Linked DNA regions of Mus musculus: region 1 is linked to region 2. A link is a contact called in public Hi-C data. All regions are on one chromosome and are shown on one strand. Each heading gives the region's core, a stretch centred on a gene start, on an enhancer-like site or on the middle of the called end of the contact. The rest is flanking DNA. Distances are from core to core; before and after follow the strand shown.

Region 1 (5,165 bases), core at 271-2,770, 8.3 Mb before region 2:
CTCAGCGGTTAAGAACACCCAACTGCTCTTCCAGAGGTCTTGAATTCAAATCCCAGGAACCACATGGTGGCTCACAATGATCTATAATGGGATCCAATGCCCTCTTCTGGTGTGTCTGAAGACAGCGACAGTGTACTCATACACACAAAATAAATAAAATCTTTAAAAAAATCATCCAAAAATCAAAAACGAGATTTTTTAATAAAGTATTTTGACTTGGTTATGTGTGACGTGTTTTATATTTTAAAAATCATTCAATTCATACTTACTGATGCTGAAATGTTTTCATCTTTGACCAGAGAAACCTGCTAATCAAGTTGCTTACTGGTCTTAGAAACTTCCCCAGTTCTGGTTCGCTAGAGAGAGCCTTATAAATCATATTCTTCTCTGCTGGAGAACACTCAGGTTCCAGAAGCCCCACCATGTAGCTAGATTCTCCTAATTCAGTCTTCTGACGGAGCAGTAAGTGTTCTTAACCGCTAAGCCACCTCCAAACTCCCTAGTTCCTACTTTTGTGTCTATCCTATCTTCCCTATATAATATTGGTGGTGGTGTTTGAAGCAGTAGTTAGGTTGGGCATACTGGTGTACTTCATCTAGCTCATGAGTAGTGGAGGCAGGGGAATTCGGAGTTTAAGTCCAGTCTCCCTAAATAGCAATTTCAAAGCCAACATGAGATCTTGTCTCCAAAACCAAATACAAATAACAAAATTATTTTCATTTATTACTCTAAAATTTTCAGAGCATGTATATATATTTAGTATCACTACTACTCTCCCTGCTTTTGGATAAAAGGTAGCATACTTGGTGTAGTTGGTTTTATTTACTTATTTATTTTTTTAACTTATCAATAGATTGTAGAAGTTACTCCAGTTATGAATAGAAGGCTCATTTATGGCAGTAGCATACCAATGCTTTACAGTACTATAAGCTTTCCCACTAATCCTCTATTCTGAAATCTGGGAGGTGATTTTTCAATGTTTTGCTATTACATATCGTGTTGTGACGAATATTCGTGCACACCCCTACAAATTTTTACTGCCATACCTTTGGGATGTCTTACAAAGTGGGCCGGCAGAATCAAAGAGTGAGCGAGCCTATGGAAGCCTCCCAAATAAGGTGCTCTTTATTTCTGCAGTACAGAGAGGGAAGAAAACCGAGATAGGCGCTCAAGATTACTTAGCGGGTTACGAAAGAGGTGGGAGCCAAATTCGGACGCAAGTGTCTCTCGGTCAAGAAGAGAATTCAAGGGGGCGAGGCAGAGGTTCGCTAAACCATCGTCCTTGTTCTTCCGGTCCCCTCCCCTACAAGTTCTTTCTCTGAACCCTAGCCCCAGGACTTCTCACACTTTCCAACACCGCCCACTTAGTTCTTAACTCAGGGACCTTCCTGAGCTCATACTTAACCCAGGTTGTTAAAACCCAGGGTCCAAGAGAGGGCTTTGCGCATGAGCAGAGCCTGCTTTCCGCGAAGGAGTCGGCCCGCCCCCAGAGGCGGGGCTGGTGTGGCGTCATCACTCCGCGCCGCTTCCAGGCGCCTCAAGGTCGCTTTGCGGAGCGGGAGGGGCAGGTCAGTGACCGGTCCTGTGTAGGCTCGTCGGCAACATGTCAGGGTACACGCCGGATGAGAAGCTGCGGCTGCAGCAGCTGCGGGAGCTAAGGAGACGATGGCTGAAGGACCAGGAGCTGAGTCCCCGGGAGCCCGTGTTGCCCCCGCGCAGGATGTGGCCCCTGGAGCGATTCTGGGATAACTTTTTGCGGGACGGGGCCGTGTGGAAGAACATGGTGAGTGATGAGCCACACGGGTGTCCGGGTTCCCACCCCGGGTCGCAGCCTGGCCAAGCCTCCCAGCCCACTCCTCTCAGTTCCATCAAGGCCCAACCCTGTCCAGAGCCCGCATACCCGGGAGGGCCCCAAGGGACAATCAGTCCAGGGGCTCAGGTTTAGCGGAGACGCTGTCAGGTCGCTATTGTTCAGGGCTGGGGTCTGGAGTCCAGGAGCAGGTGGCTGTCAGGTGTACTGAGAAGTCGGGTCTTAGGTTTTACAAGACGCTCGCCGCACATGCAGTTCTTTCGAGTGTAGATACCTTTTCTCGGGTTAAACTGGTCAGAATTAACTGAGATCACAGGCTGTGATTTCAGTATTTGAGAACACTTACGCGGTGGGTAGGGTTGAGGTGCCAGAGACTGGCCAGCTGGTATAGTACAGCCCCATGGGGTCGCAACAGAAGACAGGGTTCTATTTGGTATGCTTTGTCAGACTCTAAAGCTCCCTTTCTACGCATCACTGTGTACGTTTAACACACTTTTAGTTACTTTTAAATTGCATTCCATGACCTCCAGGCAGAAAAACCGTTCACTCAAGGACTGCTTTTTATTGTAAGGATTCCAGATATTTTCTTGGAGACTGCTATTAAATCACATCAATGATGAGTAGCGAACATTGTGTGGGAATTGCTTTCAGCTCCTTCCAGTAATTGTGGTAGAAGTAGAAGTAGTAGTTGTACAAAGTCTTGGTTGGTTGGTTGGTTTCTTGAACAACAATGCCTTATGTCTTGCAGAATGGTGCTTATTCTGTCTTAGAATCTATGGATATTCTATAGGAAGCCTCAGAGTTAGTGAAAATACTGAAATTGGTAGGTCAGCCCCAATCTGTCAGGAAATATGTTCCATTTAGAAATTTGTAAAATAATTATCACACATAGTTGGTAGTGGTGGAATGTTTTTGTTTGGTTAGTTGGTTTGGTTTTTGTTCCACACACATTGAAAAATAAGGTAGCTCATGCTAGGGAGAGTAAGCAGCGCATGTTGGTAATCACAGCAGCTCCAGAGGCTGAGGCAGGAGGATAGCCGAGGATCTCTGCAGAGGGAGGCGGGCCAGCCTTGGCTAACGCTTGGGACCCTGTCTCAAGTGAGGGGTGGGGTGAGGCTGGAGAGGTGACTGCTTCAGACCACTTGGCTCTTTCAGAGGACCCAGTTTTGGTTCCCAGCATGCACATGGTGGCTCAAAACTGTCTGTAACTCTAGTTCCAGGGCATCTGATGCTTTCTTCTGTCTGAGCTCTGAGGGCGCCAGGCATACTCCTGGTACACATACATATATGCAGACAGAACACTTACATGCATAAAGTAAATAAATCTAAAAAATAAAACTGTAAAGAGCGGATGTTTGCTTATTTTGTATGTGTTTCCCCCGCAGGTCTTTAAGGCGTACCGCTCCAGTCTCTTCGCTGTTTCTCATGTGCTTATACCTATGTGGTTTGTTCACTATTATGTCAAATATCATATGGCTGTAAGTATACTTTAAATGTATGCTGTCCAGAACTTATTTTTAATATTATCCAATAATTTCCTGTGGCTGTGCTATACTCAGAAAATAATATGCCATGCTAAGCTGATTTTAAAGTTCTTTGAATTTTTGGGGGTGGGTGGGTAAAGGTTTAGTTGAATTCTGAGTACTCTTATATACAAGTAGTTTCAAAACTTAGAAATCAAAAAATTACTCTTACACTAGCTTATACCTTTTGCAATGCATTTCCTTGAAGTAGTGTTTAAATGGTCAGCATGTCTATCTAACCCTGGAGTCCTGAGCAGGTATAAAGATGACTTCTGCTGCTTCTTTAGACCAGTCCGTTATGTGGTAACGTTCCAACAAGTCTGCCATGTCTCAGTTCCCTTTCCTTGTCCTTATCTGATTTTTCGTAATTCTCTTCCTTTACAATCTAGGGTATCCAAAAACCACAAACTTTTTCATGGGAAGATCTTGCATGGGTTGACTAAAGCCCCTTGCCGTGGTTTAAAGACAAGGGACAGCACAGTGTGGTTGTTCCGCTCTATTGGATCCTAGGCAGTAGGAGAAGGGCATGTGGTTTCTGCGACATCATGGAAGGGGAACAGTAGTGTGGAGTGTTGGAACTCAGATAGTGTAAATGGGGTGTTCTGTGTCCAGTGAGAGTTGCTAGAGTAGGCTGAGCACGTCCATTTGGGGAGCCTTAGTGCCAGCAACCTGGGATAGGATACTGGAATTCGAGAAGGGAGTCAAGTAAGGAACCTGAGGTGGAGTAAGACATCAGAACCCAAATAAGGTGAGGAGGTTCAACATCACAAGGTGTGGTGATGGTGACAGGACATTTGTTAGATGGGAGGAGCTTGATCGAATAAGTGCACTGATCGAATGGAGTTATTTACATGAACAGGGGAACACCTTGGAGAATGGAGTTAGAATTGGAAGTGTTTGTATGAACTCATAGTTATTACTGTGTATTCATAGGTAGATGGAGAAATAACCACGAATGTGAATGTGGGCGTGTGTTTGAATGCATGGTCACTAAGTCTGTCCATTAAGAAGGCCTGGAAACAGGGCTCTCTCTAAGTTACAGTCCAGCAGGCAGCATCTCAGTGTGGTCAGCCATGAGGCAGACAGAAACTGTGCTGCTTGATAGATGCAGCAAGAGGACAGCAGCCTCAGCTTCTTGATGTTCCTGCCCACTGCATAAACGGAATGCAGTCACAAGGAATCATGAAGCAAGCCCACTGGAAGAAACGTTCCATTGGAGCAGGGTTATTGGCTTGCTACCTTCAAAAGTGTTAAGGTCAAGAAGGTTAAAGAATGCCAAAAGACAGCTTGAAGAACTTGGGTTCTGTACTTTTACCCTGTGGTCTCCAGGGATCAAACTGTTAGGCTTAGCAGCAAGCCTTTGTCCTGTGAACCATCTCCCTGGCCCACAGTAGAGTCTTTGAGCAATAAGAATGGAATGCCTAGTATGTCCTCTTTATTGTTGTAGAAAGAACATATAAAAGTAAGTATTTGACTTCCAGGAATATGTACTGTTAGAAAAACAGCAAATTCAAGGAAGACTATGGCGGGAACAAGTTAGGCCAGTTGGAAGGACAGACAGAAAGTCTGTGATGAGCATGTCCTCTAGACTGAGGACGTGGCTAAAGAGTCTCTATTGACCCCATAAGCTGAGACCAATTTAGGAAAGTTTCAAAATCTAGGGAGAAGAGGTGAGCTAACTGTATAACAAGCTGAGGGAACCCTTTATTGTGCGTTTATTGAGACTTGGTTTCCTATGTACTGCAAGCCTTAACCCTGGCTCTCTTTCCCTTCAACGGATTACATCCATGAGCTTCCACTCCAGCAGGCTTCTCCACTGTTAGACAGGAGAA
Region 2 (5,441 bases), core at 575-3,074:
AAAAAGTTGTGTGCAAAAAACTAAGGCTGCAAAAATCAAACAAAGTAAGCTCGTGGAAATATGTGGTAGACCATGAAGTACAAGTTATTATTATATAACAATTTGTAGTCTACAAGGACAGCAATTCATGAGAGTACACGTAAATGCTTATTTAAAAGCTGCGATTCTTGTATACTGACTCACTGAAGTTTTAGTCTTAAAAAAGAATGTTATCCATGAAAGCTGGACCAACTACCCGCTTCTGAAAAAAGGAATTTATCTTAGCTTCAATGGGGGTGGGGGGGACATATAAAATGTTTTCCTCTTCAAAAACAGGCCTTCTTTTAGCATATGACCTTAAAGCAGGTCACCCTTCCTGTCTGGAACTTTGCTTCCTAACAATATGTCAGGCACTATATTGGATTTTCTGCACACACTGCTTAACTGGATTTGTCACACTGATAAAGTAGCAATCACTCCCATCTTACAGTTAAGGAAACGAACACACAGAAAGCAGTAGGAAACCAAGTCCCACAGTGCTCTGTCTATCTCTGAAGCGTCTTCCTCTGTCTCAAACCTTCCCCTATCCAGCACACTTTTTCTAAGATAATCATGCTCTCAATGAACACACTCATCTCTGGTTAGTTTTTGTGATACAAAGATATGACTTAGTAGTCCTCTAAGGTAAAGATGTATTTATTGATTGTTAATTTGCTTGCATCTTTTAACTCCTTACTATAATACTTTAAAAATGAAGAAAAGACAACTCAGTCTAGCTATAAAAAACCCACACATTAAGGCACAGAAAATGCACAGTGCTCTTAAAAAACGGTTAAACTCATAGAAACTGCGTGAACGCGTTTCTAACCAAAGCTTCAACGAGTTCTAAACGGCATTTTGAATATATGTACAGATTTTTTCCTCTTCAGTAAATATTAAGACTCTTAGAAGTCACTGGCCCCACTGTGAATCTGAAAATAGGCGATGAAGTGAAGACACTCTTCCACCTGAACATTGAATTTATTCGGTTTTTCTAACAGCGATTTCTGGTGTAGCGTAATATTCTGACTGTCACCATAATCACTACTTGCCTCTTCAGACTATGCTACTTGAAACATGTTTTCATAACAGACTTAACGTTACTAGAGATTGAAATTCATCTACAGAGCCCAATAGAAGGTAGAACTACCTACGGTATCAGAGAAAGAAGAATCCGGGACCAGGGGAAGCACCGTGAGACGTTCGACGTTCTCTTTACCAGCCTGTCCCAAGCATCCTTTCGTGTCACACACTGCGCTAGAAGTCACACAGACAGACAAGACAGACATACAGACAGACAGACAGACACACACACACACACTATCCTGGACTCTAACACCACTACCAGCGAGCTGAAATCCCGCGGCCACCAAACTTTGCTCAATCTATTTACGGATAATTGAACTGCCGACCACATAAGAATCAGGTAGAGAATCACAGATTCAGACTCAACCCCCGAAGCCCATGGGGAAGCCGCCTCCCGCCCGGGATCCCAGGCGGCGCGGGGCAGCAGGTCTCGGCCTCGCTCACCTCTTCCACCTCGATCTCCTTGTAGTCGATCTCTTCGAAGTTCAGGACCTGCGACGGCGCTTCGATCATCTCACTGGCAGAAGACGAGGAGGAGGACGAGGCGGCGGAGGCTGTCGACATGATCCCCCGCGGCGCCCGGGGGGCCGCGCCCGCCCTCCGGCTCGCGCAGCGCCCTTCAGCCCGGAGCCCCGCAGCCCCGCCGCCCGGCGCTCCGTGGCGCGGGACCGACCCGGGCCACCGCCGAGTCCCGGCTTCGGCTCCTCAGCGCTTTCCGTCGCCGGGCCCCGCCCACCACACTTCCAGTTCCGGTTTGAACTCGGAACTGGGAGGGAGGAGGCGCGCCTGCCGGACCCGAGCGGGGAATTTCCTGACCCGGGGAGCGAGTGAGGGAGAAGCCGGGGTAGGGGCGGAGTGGAGGAGGGCGAGCGCGGAGCCGTGGGCCCGAGGAACAGGTTTCGCGAGACTTTTGCGAAAGGGCCTCGGCGGCAGGAGGATACCGCGAGACTGGACGCCGTGACGTAGTAAATGTGCGCGATCGGAACTGGCGCGGAGCGAGCCCGAAGGCGGACCGGTTGGTCCTGCGGGATCCAGCGGGAAAGATGAACTCCGTCGCTTTCTGCCTGTTTCTTTTGAGCCGCGTCGTGCCTTCCCCTGCTCTGTGCTGGGCGGTCTGCGGTCAGGCAGCCTAGGGTTTGTCTTGTGCTCATTGGGCACCTCTTCATGTCGGGTTTTCAGCCGTGAGCCCGTTACTTTTTTAAGCGGAACCCCGAGCTGGCGAGGGGGTTCGGGAGCAGCGGTTAGCGCGCGCCATCGGGGGGAGCACCGTGACGCGTGAGCGCTCACTAATGGAAGTTAGCATCGTAGAGAGACACCAGTGGCGTTTTACACACTTCCTAAGGCAGTTCAGATGGCTTCGCTTTGTCACCTTCCCGAGGCTGTCGTCCACAACAGCCCCGAGGGTTTGGTTTGAGAATCCGTGGACACACCAAGACGACGGATTTTAAGAGGAGCCACTATGCCTCAGAGCTATAAGGAGAGTCACGCTTCATTGTCCTTAATGTTTATGTACAGCATTTTGGCGACCTTTGAGGACATTGTCTTTGAAGGACTAATGTCTCTGAAGGATTGTTGAGTTTAAGGGAGATCATAGGGTGGTTCCTGAAGACTACCCAACAAGATTAGGATTGCTACGGTAAAGCCCCATATTCCGGGGTTACTAGAGTTAAGATAACTTAATTGGAAACAAAGTTAATAGTCTAATGTCTAGGAAAGGACGAAGGGCACAGGCTTGAACCTTAGGCAAAGATCCACTGCTAGTTTAACCTAAGATACCTTTATAGGAAGGAATGTTGCCTTTGTGTCGGCAGTCTTCATAGCAAATGTTGGTTGTACTGAGATTATTTATTTATTTATTTTTAACCCGATGAGGAGTTTCAACTTCGAATAAGGGGCACCTTTCCCTATTTATGGTCTCATAGCTTTTCCTTTCCTGCCTTTAATGCTAGTGCTGTATGCTTACTAAATACTCAGCAGTAGCATGGCAATTCAAGTTTGAGTGTCACAAGTTAGGTCAGAGAACCCCAAGATGGAAGGTATTGCCCATGTTGTATGACCAACACGATTTTAAATTTAAGCTAGGTGCTGAGTTTTAGTTGATTTGACTGGAAACCAGTGGAACCATTGGAGTTAAAATTAGTGACCAAGGATGCGCTCTTGAGAATGTCAAGTCCTGCGCTTCCTAACAGGCTGAAAGGAGGGGAGAGAGAGGGATCCCAATTTCACTACACGGGAGCTTTCTCATAGAACAACAATCTAGGATAATGTAAAAAAAAAAGAGTAAATTGAACATGTTTGCAAGTAGATCATTGTATTTGACAGGAAGCTACTGTGAGCTACCATTCTCATTTTGTAAGTCATAGTCACAGTGACAAACAATAGTTTCTTCCTGCTGCACTCACTTTCTAGGCAGTTTTACCCAGGGTCTTGGCTTTCAGCATCACTGTTATGACAATGATTTCTGATGTATTCTGAATACTAAATTTTTACCGAGTTTTGGACCTGTTGGGCACCTGTATCTATCAAAAGATGCAATCTAAATGCCTAAGCTCACATATCAGAGTGGTAATTCACCATGAGGCTTATGAATGCCTGGGATGAAACTTTCTGGGTTGGCTGGGTGGGAATGGGTTGGGATTCAGGATTAAGATATTTGAATCTCGAGGGCAGTGGTGGCCTTTAATCCTAGCACTTAGGAGGCAGAGACAGGTGTATTTCTGAGTTTGAGGCCAGCCTGGTCTACAGAGTGAGTTCCAGGACAGCCAGGGCTATACAGAGAAACCCTGTCTTGAAAAACCAAAAAAAAAAAAAAAAAAAAAAAAAAAGGTATTTGAATCTCCTATTTCACAGGTGATGAAGTTTCTGGTGAGACTCTGATCTGGTTTATAATTTTGAGACAAAGAAACTTAGGCCTTTGGAACTGAGAATCTGGGAATTGACAAGGCATATTTGAGAGGGTATTATTCATTTATCTGCTGTTTCTCTTATCTAGTAATAAATATTACTGAGATGAACATCATATACTTAAATCTAAAGTTAGGATATTGTTGGGCAAAAACTTTCCCGATTTTCAATCAAATTACTTTCCCTGGGATATTTTTAGTTTGCCTGAGCTTTTAAAAAAATGTGCCAACTAATTGCTGTTAGGATGTATGTCTTTTAAAAGCACAGGTTTTAGAATTCTGTTATAATTTCCTGTTCCAATTCTGCTATAATCTCTTGAATAAATTAAACTCTCAACTTTAATGTCTCCCTAATACTAACCTCAATGGATTATGAAAAAATTTAGATGAGTGACTGATAAATAAAATTAACTCTGGAATAATTATTAGTTTACTATTTTCCTTCCTTGGGTATGATAATGGAGGAAACACTTATCCACTGTGGGGCTGGGGGAGCTGTAGGGAGCAGGCCTGGAACACGAGTGGGTCAAGGCATGTCCAGATTCCAGAAATCTCATCCTGAGATTGGTGGGAGTGGGACTGTTTCTCATCTGCCCCAGGCCTCCATACGTCTGTGCACATAGCCCTGTGCCCCCACCTTTCCCCCACCAGAGAAGATCATGGAATCCAGTAGCCAGGTTACATTTCCTCTTTCCTTATAAGGTCATGTCCAGCAGCACCTGGAATTCTTCCTTATGCAAATGAGGCACCTCCTGCACCCTGGCCCTGGCCAAGGATGTACACTCACCCCAAAGGTTTAAATTTAAAAAGCCTTTGTCCCTCCCATTAAAAGACCTTCCTCCCTGAAGCCCAGAGTCTATTTTCTTCACACTGGTTGTGACCACAAGAGTCAGGTCCCTATGAGTAGGGAAACGGTGAATATTGAAGCGGGACTGAGAACAACAATCTGCCACAGACACTAGGTCCTAGTGACCAGGAGATTCTGTTGTCACAGAAATACTTACCTGCTGACTGGCTTGCACTTGAAAGTGGAGTCTGGCTTAGGTTGGTAAGTGGTTGAAGAAGATGCGTAGGGATGAGCTGGGATGAACAGTTTGGGGAGCTCGCATATGGGGATGTGTAAGTCCCTTGTGTAGTTTGAACCTAGAGGAGGAGGACAAGGGTTAGAGGCTAGCTTTGCTCAGACTACCATATTCTGGTGAAGTCACTGTTATTAAGGTAGGATGGAATACATGTAATATATTTCTTTGAACACTTAGTTATCTTGATTTGGAATATGTATTTAGACATTTAGTATATTGGCCTCTGCTTGTACTCTGGGGCCCTCAAATGTTAGGTCTGTTTTTTGTGTAGTGTGAATGTGAGTGTGTGTATGTGTGTGTGTGTGAGAGAGAGAGATTTCTGTCCCTATGTGCTGGCAGGTTATAAGTCAGA

Evidence for each region. A called contact is a pair of places that touch in the nucleus more often than the background predicts.
Region 1: a contact with region 2 is called in a Hi-C map of uterus, with 17 times the contacts expected there. The contact joins the promoter of Ndufb6 here to the promoter of Map3k7 in region 2. A contact is called at or near these places in 2 of 484 Hi-C or Micro-C datasets (CD4 T cells and uterus).

The regions. Positions count from the first base shown.
Region 1 is chr4:40,275,776-40,280,940 of GRCm38.p6, reverse strand. It overlaps Ndufb6 (NADH:ubiquinone oxidoreductase subunit B6), which reads left to right and starts at 1,520. Exons shown (of 4, transcript NM_001033305.3): 1 at 1,520-1,783; 2 at 3,196-3,288. The coding sequence starts at 1,604.
Region 2 is chr4:31,960,490-31,965,930 of GRCm38.p6, reverse strand. Map3k7 (mitogen-activated protein kinase kinase kinase 7) reads right to left here and starts at 1,824. Exons shown (of 16, transcript NM_172688.3): 1 at 1,549-1,824. The coding sequence starts at 1,668.